2 separate regions of the Zea mays genome follow, and region 2 is linked to region 1. A link is a contact called in public Hi-C data. All regions are on one chromosome and are shown on one strand. The core of a region is the stretch at or near the end of the contact, and the rest is flanking DNA. Distances in the headings are between cores, read along the strand shown.

The links. A called contact is a pair of places that touch in the nucleus more often than the background predicts.
Region 2: a contact with region 1 is called in a Hi-C map of leaf, with 5 times the contacts expected there. The contact joins the promoter of LOC103638826 here to the enhancer-like site in region 1. A contact is called at or near these places in 3 of 25 Hi-C or Micro-C datasets (ear, endosperm and leaf).

Annotation. Positions count from the first base shown.
Region 1 is chr9:108,938,207-108,944,635 of Zm-B73-REFERENCE-NAM-5.0, reverse strand. No RefSeq gene overlaps it. Among protein-coding and RNA genes, the nearest start is that of LOC103638824, 21 kb to the right of the region's middle. Within about 2 kb of position 4,020, at least 16 of the 20 cell types and tissues checked have an H3K27ac peak or open chromatin away from gene starts, as enhancers often do. A contact at or near this core is called in ear, endosperm and leaf, where this site is marked.
Region 2 is chr9:109,223,191-109,229,619 of Zm-B73-REFERENCE-NAM-5.0, reverse strand. It overlaps LOC103638826 (probable N-acetyltransferase HLS1-like), which reads right to left and starts at 3,549. Exons shown (of 3, transcript XM_008661632.4): 1 at 3,159-3,549; 2 at 2,679-2,875; 3 at 1,088-2,397. The coding sequence starts at 3,422. The coding sequence ends at 1,560.

The DNA of each region.
Region 1 (6,429 bases), core at 2,771-5,270:
TGGGAAAGCTCCAATATTAGTGAACATGCCCTTCAGTTTCTCACAGCAACAAGTGGTATCCGAATAACACTGTTCTTTAGAATTCCGAAGTTTAATTGAATTTCTTCGGCTAATTCAGATTTGAACGGTAAGTCACTAGAAAAATAGAAAACAATGAATGAAAACAATGATATTCATCTTATTTATCACAAGTTATGACCTATTTTAGAAATAGACTAGAATTTTTGAGCACCATGCTCACGAAACATGACCGTGAACTTGTCATCCAGTTGTTTTAAAATTATATAAAATGAAAACAAAGTCAGGTAATCATGAAACTTGTCCACATGTCATGATATCATATATAGAGCCTATGATAAAAAAATTGAGAACGTTTCGAGAAAGTTGTCACGCACTATGTGTAGAAACCTAGGTGTCCTACACAAGAATTCATAGAACTTTAATGTAGAGCGGCTATATTTCTACACATAGTGCGCGATAACTTTAATAAAATATTTTCAATTTTTTATCACAGCCTCTACATATGATATCATGACATGTGGACAAGTTTTATGATTTTCTGACTTTGATTGTGTTTATACAATTTTAAAACAATTGGATGACAAGTTCATGATCTTGTTTCGTGAGCATGGTGCTCGAAAATTCTGGTCTGCTCCTAAAATCGGTCGTAATTTAAGCTAAATAACATGAATATCATTTTCACATTCACGATTTTCCATTTTTGAGTGACTTGCAGTTCAAATCTGAATTATTCGAGGAAATTCAATTAAACGAACAAAATCTAATAGTTATATCAAACACTTTTATAATTGTACCAAAATTGAACATATAGGTCTACATAGTTTAGGAACAAACCACAAAAAGTTTGGTTGCAAAAAAAAAATATACTTTGCCGAGTGTCAAGGAAGACACTCGGCAAAATGATGGTTTGTCGAGTGCCAACGCCTCGCGCTCGGCAAAGTTAACGGTCATCAGCTATACACGGCTGGATGGCCCTTTGCCGAGCAATGTCATTCGCCGAGTGTTTGACACTCGGCAAAAAGGTCGTTGCCGAGTGTCTTATGCTTGGTAAACGTGGTCATTGCCAAGAGTGTTATTTCGGCGCTTGTGGCACTTGGCAAAAAAAATCTTTGCCAAGTGCCCGACAAAATGCACTCGGCAAAGAGCCGGATTCCGGTAGTGATTATATAGTGGTATAGATAATGGTAGTGATTTTCTCCCTTCAATTTGCCTCTCAACTAGAGGTAAATTGAAGGGGCGAAGGGCCCATATTTTTAACTATCTTGCCTTGTTTTGATTTTACTCGGGAATCAAACCAGGTAACCTTACAATTATGAAAAGAAATAGAAGCCTTATTTTCATTCATTGTGTTAATAGATGACATTATTCCAGTGGATTTAAAAACAATCTTTTTAGGCTCATCATGAGTTTCAAAATTTCCATTACCAAGAGATTTAATAATTTTAGAAGCATGAGTCTTGGAATGTGCATAAGGTTCAAAGCATAAGCCAATTTTAATTTTTGTTGAAATGGTCTTTTGTTCTAAAACTTGACTCAAACTATAGTTCCCATTTTATCTTGCAAATATTAATTATGTTTTAAAAGACTGTAATAATTATTGCAAGAATAATTAAAAGAGTGGAAATTAGAACAAGAAAGAACATTATGTGTAGAAAAATTAATTTTCAACTGATCAACTCTAGCATTAGCATCTTTCAATTTTAACCCCAAGAGTATTACATTTATCACAATAAGTTGGTTGACCAAGAGTATTACATTTTTCTCCTTTTCTAGTTTAAGTTCCTCTACAGTTGAAACATGCAAATCTTGTAAATAAATAAATTCAGAATAAACTACATCACATTTGTTTTGCATGTATTACCAACATGTATCAAGGTTTTAAGTCTAGAAATTTCAGCATGCAAAGATTCAACAAAAACATCAAGTTTCTTAAATTTTCTATTTCTTTCTTCTAATAAAGTACCAAGCTTTTCAACAACATTAGCTAAATCATCATAAGAAGGTTGTACCTCGTTTTCACTATCGGCGTCGTTGTTGGAGAAGCTCTTGTTAATCGCCTTTAGACACAGTCCTATCAAATCATGCACTTTCTTGTCTTTGATGGTTTTTTCTTCTTCACTACTCTCTAAATCAACATTGCTCATATTGACTTGGTCAAGCACTAAAAGAACTTGATGTATTATCTTGCGATTCAAAAAGTTCTTCATATTCTTTCTATTGAATGTGTGCTCTTTCTTATCAGATTTTATTTCATCTTCATTGTCCTCCTCATCCTTTGCCATCATTGCCAAAAAACTTTGGACATTTAGGGTGTAAATGTTTGAGTGAGCCGCACTCATAACACTTTCAAGGATTAGACTTCCCTTCCTTCCTTGATCTCACATTTTGTAAAGCTTTAGTAAAGCGAGAATAGAGAGTGTCCAAAGAATCTTTCGGTAATTGTTCTAGTTGTTCATCGGTTAGTGAAGACAAAAAGGACAAGACATTACTAGTGGTGGTAACATTATGTAACTTGCTAGATTGTGAAGCTAAAGCAATAGACTTTGAACCGAGTTTGCTACCAAGAATATCTAATTCATGAGTCTAATTTAGAATAAAGCACATCTAATGTAAGATTACTCATGACAATTGATTCTCTAATTGAAGTTACTTTCATCTCCCAAGAAGATATATCTAATGCACCGTGTTGTCTAGAATTTTCTGCATTTGTGGAAGTAACATTAATAACTCGCAAATTACTAAGGATTTTATTAAAGCGTGCAAAGAACACATCTAATGATTCACTAGGTTTCATCTCAAAGTGCATATATTATTTTTTAAACATGTCTTGGTGCACTTATTTTATTGTATTATAAACTTCATGATAATCACATAGTGCTTTTCATACCTCATATGCAAACTTGAGATGCACCACCCGATCAAAGTCACTCCTCCCAAGACCTTGGATGATCATGTTTCTTGCCTTGCTATTGTTATCCACATTCGTTCAGTTAGCTTCATTAACTTGTTAAGGCACCTAAAAAGGGTTAGCAACTTTTTCACGGTACACCCAATCTTGTGCTTGATGTATGCCTCCATCTTTGCCTTCCAAAATTGAAAACCACATCCATCGAAAACACATGGTTTTGTGTAATATCTAAACATAACTATTTAATCTAATCACCGATTAAGATTAATTAGATAATAAACACAGCTCCGATATCACTTGCAGGATCGTATGACGCTAAAATAGGCAATCAGAAAGGCGGTGAATGATTGTGGAAGCTTAAAATTGATTCTCACCTCCTCTTAATCACAAAACCAATCTATACATTTTTCTCAATTTGGACATATTACTGTTATGGTAATAAAACATTTCTGGCTAAAATTCGTAATGCCGATAGATCTCAAAATTTAATAAATAAAATAAAATATGAATCTAACCCAACCAGAATCATGTAGATCGGACTTCCGGATCTACAGTTATAAATAAAACAAGGTCGTTGTTCCAAGTAGTAACGAAAATTAATCTAGACCTAATTTCAGAATTAAGCAATAATTAGAAAAGATCAATCTCCCAAACTTTGTAGATCACTAATTTGTTGCCTTAGTAATGATATAAATGAATCAAAACACCAGTAACAATTGAAAACAAAAATTCAATCTAGAATCAAAATTAAGAACAAAATTAATCAATAAAGAGTGATGAATAATATTACCGTAATAATCTTGCATAATCGACTATTTAATTATCATGATTTGTGTATAAAAGTACTCCTCGAAAGCACCAGAATGTTTCCCATTGATATCTCTAAAAAACCTAGATTAATCTCTTAATAGATCTAATCTAATTGTTTATCTCCTCTAAACCCTCATCTTAGAAATTAGAAAAATCTGATCTCTATTTTTTAAAAGGACTTGAGTCCTAATCCATCCCGGACTCGATTCCATCTAGCTGCGTGGGCTACGCCGCAGCCCCCACCGGGCCGCTACCGCTTCCTCAGCTTGGGCCGCCAACCTCCGCGCGCATTTGGGCCTGGCGCTCCCTGGCCACCAGCCCACCAACTTCCACGAACCGGTAGTACCAGCCAAGTCGCATTCACAGCCACTCAACAAACCTCGCCCATGCCATACATGTGAGGCCACGGCAACCTGCATTTACACGTGAGCTCCTTTCTTTCTTTTTTTAATTTCTTTTCCTTTTCTCTTTTTCACATATTATATATTTCCAATGTATCTAAAATATGACACTTGCGTGCATCTTAGTACTACAGTCGTTCACGTTTATTTTCCAATCTCCAACAGGCTATGTAAACGGCAGTGCAAAGTATACTGTTTTGCGGTGTAGATTACACTATTTGCAGAGTAAAGTTTAAAATCTCTACTAACTATTAAGAACCTACTGTAGACTGCCCCCGCCTACTTATACTAACTATTAAGAACCTACTGTAGACTGCCCCCGCCTCTACCCGCCCGCCCACAAACCACGCAAACCCCGCCGCGACCATGGCGAACCTCAAGCCCGCAAACCTCTCCGTGAATCCCGCCGCGACCGCCTCTTCCGCCGCGAACAGCCTGTGCCTTGCCCGCTGCTACCGAAGCGCTCGCATTCCCGCACGCCCGCCGCAGCGAATCCTGCCGCGAATCTACATGGCTTAGTCGTTCTGATTGGAGAGAAGTGGATTTATGTCCCAGCGAGGGGACAGGGGTGAGGGGCACGCCAGGAGACCCGGCCGGTCCAGCAGCTTCGACATATTTGATTCTGATTGCCCTCTGCTCTTCCTCGCACGATTGGTTGATCTCGCCAGGGTTGATAGGGTTTTGATGAGAACTTTGAATCTTGATTGCAGCATTAGAAAGCCTGGCAATGGCCACGACGGACACCAGAGGGTGGTGAACCAGCCTGACACCACTGGCTTCCAGCCTGCACCAGCGCCTGGCCCCCACCAAACTCCTGCACGCCCGCCACCTGCGCCTCAGAATGCAGCCACCCCCGAACCAGCGCCCGGGCACTGTGCCCCATCGCCGACAGCGCCTGCCAGCACCCGTACAAGCCTAATTCAACACACACCCGCCATTACCGCGATTGCAGATCTCCCAGTTGAGCGTGCGCCATTACCGCGATTGCAGCAGCGAGGGCTTGAGGTTCTCCAGTACCACAACATTTGGTAGGGGGAGGCGCCTACTATTGAACCTCGCAGCCAGACCCCCATCCACGCACCCACAAACGCGCCACCTACCTTTCCTTCAGATTCGCGGTAATGCCTTTGCTATTAAAAGAGTCATTCTAGGCTGGGAGATCTAACACAACTCTCTACCGTTTCATCGTGTGCCTGTTACGTTCAAGGCTGGGAGACATTCTAGGCTTATCGTTCAACCAGCCATTCCTCACTCGCGAGGGGGAAGCAAACGACGGCTGTGCGGGTAATACATTTCTCTCCTACTACATGGTAATGCTTTTGTATTTTCAATCTACATCAACATGAGCACCATTAGCAACCAGGAAACAAAGAAGTTTCCTGGAGTCTCAGCTAATAACTTTGATGGATCATGGTCATTCTGCAAGAAAACAAAGATTAATCACAATTTTCTTATGTGATGTCGTGTGCTGAAGCAAACAACATAACCCATCTTTTGAAGATAAGTTAGTGTGGGTGAAATGCAATAATAAATTATACAAATAAATCTAGCAAAGTTATCCAATCAGACAACAAGAATATAAAGGAAGAAGGGAGTATTTACCTGCAATAAATTATACAAATAAATTTAGCAAAGTTATTCAGAATCATGAACTCATTTGTCTTAAGCAGGCATTTGCATTAGCTTATTATAATTATGATATCAAATAATTAGTATCGGCATAGCAGACATAAGTCAGGAAACCACCAATTTCCATAAATTGCAAACCCATGTGGAGGTATCTCAGCTGGAGGATCATTCGCAGTAACTTGTAGTTCCAAGAGTTGTTCGATAGCCTATTGTCTAATCAATGAATCAAACTGTACTACAATAAGAGCAACACATGATTGGGTATTTGGCTTTGCACCTTGTAACTTGACAGGTTTCCCTTTTATATACAAATGTCAGCCACTTATGTCCCCAATGCACCGACATCGGGCTGTGTTGCTCCAACCAATCCATCCCCACAATAAGGTCATAGCCACTCAAGGGTAAAATCTTAAAGTCAGTCAAAAAGGTTGTTCCCTCACATAGCCACTGGCAGTCGGGAACCATATGGGTACTCCACAGTTCTCCCCCATCAACAACCTTTACATGAAGAGGATGCTGCAACGATCGAACACCAGTCATTACTCCCAATAGATGGCTTCCCATTAAACTTGCATAACAGCCGGGGTCAAGTAATACCAAGACCTGCTGAAAATGGATCGAAGCCCAGAGTTTGATGGTCTTTCTACTCTCACTACCTGT
Region 2 (6,429 bases), core at 2,300-4,799, 290 kb before region 1:
GGCCGGTACTATGTGAAGATCTGGCTCTAAACTCTGAAGCAGGGATGTGAGTGTACTCTCCCCTTGTTCTGTGGACCTCATGCGGCGTTGGTGACATGGACCATGCATGCATCAGAGCAACATCACGGAAGAAGCATCAGATTTGCAGCTCCTTGTTATTGGTGGGGCACCGGGATTTAGGTGATCTCGGAATAATGTTTGGCTGATTTTTGTGCATGGAATTGATGAATAAAGAAGATTTGGTTGCTTACGTATGCTGGAATATAGATCTGGTCGTTGAAGCTTTGAACTGCTGGGGTTCAGTAACTGAAGTACCTACCAATATCTTTTCGGATTCATTGGGAGAGCTACACTTCAATAATTTTGGGTTCGTTCCAGCTTGTTCCATCCAAACAAGCCTAGCTTTAAAAAAATTTGAAACTAGAGATCAGCTTCATAAAATTCATTAAGCTCTTAAAGGGTGCTTTACAAACACTGTTTTTATACCTTGTTATTAAGTTGCATGAAAATTACTCATCGCGTCACTGGTTACACACAACATAGCGTTTCGGATCTCTCGTGACAGCCACCAATCATCAAGGATAATCAAGGAAAACTCACACAAAACAATTGTATTATAAAAGTTGGAGTCCATGTGTAAGCCAAACACTCATCGAACCCACTATAAATAATTTCTTGGAGCTATTTTATGGTGAAGCTTGAAAATCGAAACTGAAATTTTTGAAGTGAAGCCCTACAAAACATGCCCTTAGGTCGACTCCAGCAGTTCATCAAAGTTTATTCATAAGCACTGTTTTTACACTGTAGACTGTACTGTTCGCAGAATAGAGTTTGAATATGAGTATGGATATGAATAAGTTGTTGGAGATGATCTTAGTAGCATGGTGAATTCTGGTTTCAGCCTGATTGGAAGGATGAGCAAATGACAGAAATGTCCCTTTCATCTCCTATCATTTTTCACCACTGATGAATATTTCTATCAACGGTCAATTTGATTAGGACTGCCAGATTTTAAAACCAACCTGAGTTGAATTCTTCCTAGCTGTTGCTTATGATGGCAGTGTTGGTTAACTAAACTGTAAAAACAGGAACCCTGAATTCGCTAGTGCACTTTATTATATGTAATTCACATTGTGGCCAACTAGTCATGCGAATCATTGCAAGCTGTTTTGTTTGCCGCCGTCGTCTCACTGTCAGTGCACGTCGTTCTCGTCCGTGGATACTTGCAGATGCAATTGCCGTGCGCTTTCAGCCTTGTACCAATTTGCCATGCACAGTTCAGGTAAACGCGTTAAGCGGTTCTTCTTCCTTGAACATTGATTAGAAAGAAACTAGCCAGACCTCGTCGCTATTCTAAAACCCAGAAGCAAATGCTACCGTTACAGACACCATCACTTCAGCTTGGGTGGTTTGATACCGCAAATGGCAAGGCAGGTCATTGCCATTGCGGTACCAAGTGGTATGTACACGTGTGTAGTTGTCAAAACTTGGCAGAGGCGAGGTGGTTAGCCCTCTGCCTACACCTGCCATGCATGGCTCGATCGGTGGCCATGGCTACGTCAAAACTCGCGGGGATCGACGAACAGGACCGTCCCGGACGGCGCCGGCGCCGCCCAGCCGTCCCCGTCGTCGGCATTCGTCTTGGTGAGGTTCTTGATGCACCAGACGTCCTCGTCGCAGGAGAAGCGGCGCCACCTCGGGACGGCGGCGGCGGCTGGGTCGTCGGGCGCGACGTCGGCGGCGACGACGGCGCAGGCCGGGTTCTTGCGGGCCACGTTGTGGGCGTGGTGGCAGAGGGAGCGGAGCAGGGCGGGGCCCGCGGGGCCGGACATGCGGAGGCCGTAGAGGAGGTAGGCGCCGAAGGGGCGGAAGATGTCCGGGATGGAGGGGACGCGCATCCACGGCGCGCCGCGGTCGAGCGCCCGGAGCGCGGCGAGCGACGCGCGGAGCAGCGCGGGCGCGCCGCGCACGCGGAGGCGCATGGAGCGGGTGGAGTCCCAGACGCTGAGCACGGCGAAGGACGGCGGGGCGGACGGGTCCGGCCCGCTCTCGATGGCCGCGAACGTGCCCAGCGTGAGCTTGTGGGCGAGCAGCGCCGGCATGTCCGCGGGGAGGAACTCCGTAGCCTGCGGCGGGGACAGGCGCGCGTACGCGGCGGCCGCCAGCGGCGGCGGCAGCTGGAACACGCGGTGCGCGCTCGGTATGGGCAGGCAATGCGCGTGCACCGGCCGGCCCAGGAACTCCGGCCGCCGGAACGGCGCGTACCCGAACCGGCCCGTGAACAGCGCCAGCGACGCCGCGTTGGACGTCGTCGTCGCCATCGTCGCGTGCGCCGCGCCGCGCTCACGGCACCACTCCTCCGCGCGCTCCACCAGCGCCGTCGCGATCCCCAGCCGCCTGCAAGGAAAGCGCAATTAAGGTGAGCACGCGGCCGTTCAAAACCACGCGCGCGAGCGGCGGCGCCTCGGGGACCGTGCGCGGCGCCTGCAGTGGACTCCGGCCAACCAGCCATAACGGTGGGGCCCCCCTCCCTCGGACGGCCCACTCCGCGGGGCGGGCGATTAGGCAAGCAGAGAAAGTACGTTGGTGCCAAGCAGAGATACGGACGCATTGTGTTGTGTGCATGCATCCCCCGCATGTGGTGAGAATCGAAGAAAAGGAAAGAAGCGGTGAAGTACCTGTGAGACGGAGAGACCCTGAGGCCGAGGAGGCAGGCCACCTTTACGTACGCCGGCGGCGACGGCTGCTGCTCCTGCTCCTGCTTCGGGTTCGGGGAGGAAGAACGTTTCTGTTTCTTGCCGCCGCCTCTGCCCACCACCCTAACGCAGGCCTTGATGAGCCCGACCATCTCCGCCTCCTCGCCGTACTCGGCAACCTGGGCGTTGCAACTTCGTCATCAGCCAACGTACATACAGAATAATCTGATAAAATTGTCGCTGTCGAACGCATCTTTCATTCGTGCACATCAATTATCACTAACAAATTGATCTGTCCCTCAGTGTTTGAACTTCGAACAGTATTACATACCAGAACGATCGGATTGGTGTACCGAACAAACAAATCGATCGAGCTTCTTTTGTTTATCACTACTAATTATGCGCTTGTTAATTCATTCGGTGGTAGCTTGCTGCGCGTAGATTAGTTAGGCCGCCACTTACCAGCATGACGTGCTCCGGCGCGTGGCGGACCCTCGCCAGCGGGTCGCCGACCTGCTCGACGGAGAGCGACATGCCCTTCTTCTTCTTCTTCTTTTTCTTCATCGTCTTCCGCAGCTTGCTGCCGCTACTGTCGTCGTCGGCGGCTGTGGTGTCGTCGCCGGACAGGCCGACCTGGCACCGGCGCTCGAGCTCATCGACCGCCGCCAGGTCGCTCTCCATGTTGAACTCCCTCACCCTAAACGACACCTTCCTCTCTCCATCCATGACGCCGACCTCAGACGACAGTGTCTAGCCTATTAGCTTGTTCGTCGCTGTCGCAACTAGCTTAGCTTAGCTCAAGGAGAGCTTAGCTTGCTGTGCTGCTGCTCCTCTACGACGAGGAGGGCGTGCGGCAAATTTATACAGGTAGCTAGTAGGCTGGCGGGGAGAGACGAGAGCGGGAGTGAGGAGAGGGGTATTGTGGGGACGGGGCAAAATAGTAACCTCCCACTCCCAGTGACGCAGAGAGAGAGAGAGAGAGAGAGAGAGAGAGAGAGAGAGAGAGAGATGCAAGGACTGACGGAGAACAAAGAACAACGGCGGCGTTTGTGTAATAGGCTAGTGCTAGCTACCATTCCTCTTGGATTAGATTAGTGGGGAGAATGGAGGCGATTTAACTGCCTGGTTTATTATTATTTTTTTCAGATAGAGCCTAATCTAGCTGAACGAAGTGGGGCCCAGTTCGTGGTGAAAGACTATAGTTCAGTAGCTGTTCGTTCATTCACACAGAAACAGTTTATTGAATTGAAGCTAGGCGCCAAATCAGCCTAGCTTAGTAATCCTATTACTCTAAAGCACACCGGCCTTTAAACAAGTGAGATTCTTTCCAGTTCAACAGAGGTTATATAATAGGGCGATGGGAATTAGGATTTGTGAGGCCGGAACCTACCGATTGTAGGGCATCCGAACATATATTCCAAGAGAGGCGGTTCTGGAGATATGATTCACAGAGGATCAGTCTTCTTGGCAACGCACAAATAAATATATAAGTGGACGATGATGGACGTTTTATTTAAAATTTTGTAGATGGAAATAAAAATACGTTGCCCAGATATGATCCAAATGAATAAAGAACATTATTCTGTCGTTGAAATAAAAAAATCTGAAAAAAATCCTTTGGCAGATATACTAGTGAATTTGCATAGCGCTATTTCTCAGTGAAGGTAAAAACATGTGGACTATTGTACTGTACTGTAGGTTTATATTCTCGTCTTCTGCTATTAAAGTGAAGTTGGTCTGTTCGCTGCAACCAACGTTTGGCTCGGTTTGTCAGAGGAACTCCTTTATAGATTATGTCATGAAAATTTAATTAGACCTCTGTATTTCTCTATTTGTATAGTTGAAAAGATTTAAGATAAAAGCAACATGATGATTATAACCTATACAGACCTATATTATGACCACGTAATATAAATATAAGCCACAACTTCCTGATACATATAACACACTAATCTATTTTCATATGATAATCAACCTCTTAGGAGTGTATCTAGCTCTCAAGAAATTATCGATATGCCAGCAAGTTCTTCATCTTCGTCTGCAATCATAAAGATACGGACAACTTCCGATTATCAAAGACCCAATTCCCCCGGTGCCATGAGGCGCACAACTTTTGCGTTGTTTTGACAACAAGATAAGCCTCCATCGAAGACGATCACCATCACCCCAATGAAGACAAGATGATGAAATACATGCAAAATACAAAATATGCGACATAGGTTGCCCAAGACTAGCAAGTGGTTAATTATATCCTGGATCCCTATTAAAGTAAGTATTGACGCATGTCGCAACCAAAGAAACAATTGTTGAAGCCTGAAAAGTGATCAAAGAAATGTTTGCCCCAAACTCGAACCAAGGTAGCAAATTTGTGATTTACGCTAACAAATACAAAGAAGAGAACAATAACAATGGTGTGGTAATTTGGCATGATAAAGAAGTTTGTATATAAACTAGCCTCAACTGGGAATGAACTAGCCTCAATTGGGAAGACATTCATTCACATATATATATTCTTAACGGCCTTGATGCTAACTATACACCACTAATATTATTTGTAAACGCAAGAGTAGAACTAGTTTCAGATATTGAACTCTATATTCAATATCTTAGCTATGAGAGCCTTCAACATATATGGCTAGGTGAAGAAAAACAACTCTCCACGTTGCAAACTTGGCCATTGGTGGATGTGGCCTTGGTAGAAGCTATGGCAATAAGGAAGAAGCACCTTCGATCAATGATAGAACCGAGGAGATTGTCACAAGGGAGGCTACACTAGGCCAAATACATGCTCTTCAAGTCGAAGAAAGAAGTTATTGTGTCAAATGTGTAGCAAGTCAAATCATCAAGCTAGTGATTATTGACATTGATATGATCAAGATTTTCAAAAAAGAACATAAATTTGTAGGTGCAATAATGTCTTTCTATGGAGTGGATACAAACTAGTATATAAATACAAGAGGAATTGATCATCTCACAAGAGAGTTGGAGAAGCTCCCCATATGTGGTAAATACTAGGTAAGGTCAAGTTTATGCTACAAACGGGAAATGTATGCATATTAGTCACGTTGACAGTACTTCGATTTATTCCCTAGCAAAACTTTGCATCTCAATAATGTCATTCATGTTCGTAGCTAAAATAAGTCTCTATTTATTTCATAACTTGTTCAAAAAAATCTGACATGTTGCAAGTCTTACACAACGTTTAGAATCTTGTCGAAAGGCAACTTGATCAAAAGACACTTACATGCAAACAGATTGGTTGGTGAGTATGAGATTTGAATTCCTTATTTCAAATAATAGGAATTGCCCATCATGTCTTTTATCCTCATGCTAATAAGCAAAATGGGGCAGTAGAAAGTAAACATCATCATATTATAGAAGTAGGCCTTGCTTTGCTAGCCAATCCATCCATGCCTTTTTACATTATGGGATGAAACCTTCCTAGCCATTGTGCATTTAATCAACATTCTACCACCAAATGAAAACCCCTATATTTTTTTCTTGTCCACAAAGCTACCTATTCCAAAAGGTTGTAGAAGTACCTGCTAGTCAAACCTACGTCCCTACCACAATAGCAAGCTTGCCTTTAAATCTATACAATGTGTGTTTATGGGTTATAGTTCCATGCACAAGGGTTTTAAGTGCTTTGATACCAAAATAGGTTGAGTTTATATTTCTCGAGTTGTTGTCTTTGATGAGAAACTATTTTCCTTTTCCTAGCTCTAGAAAATGA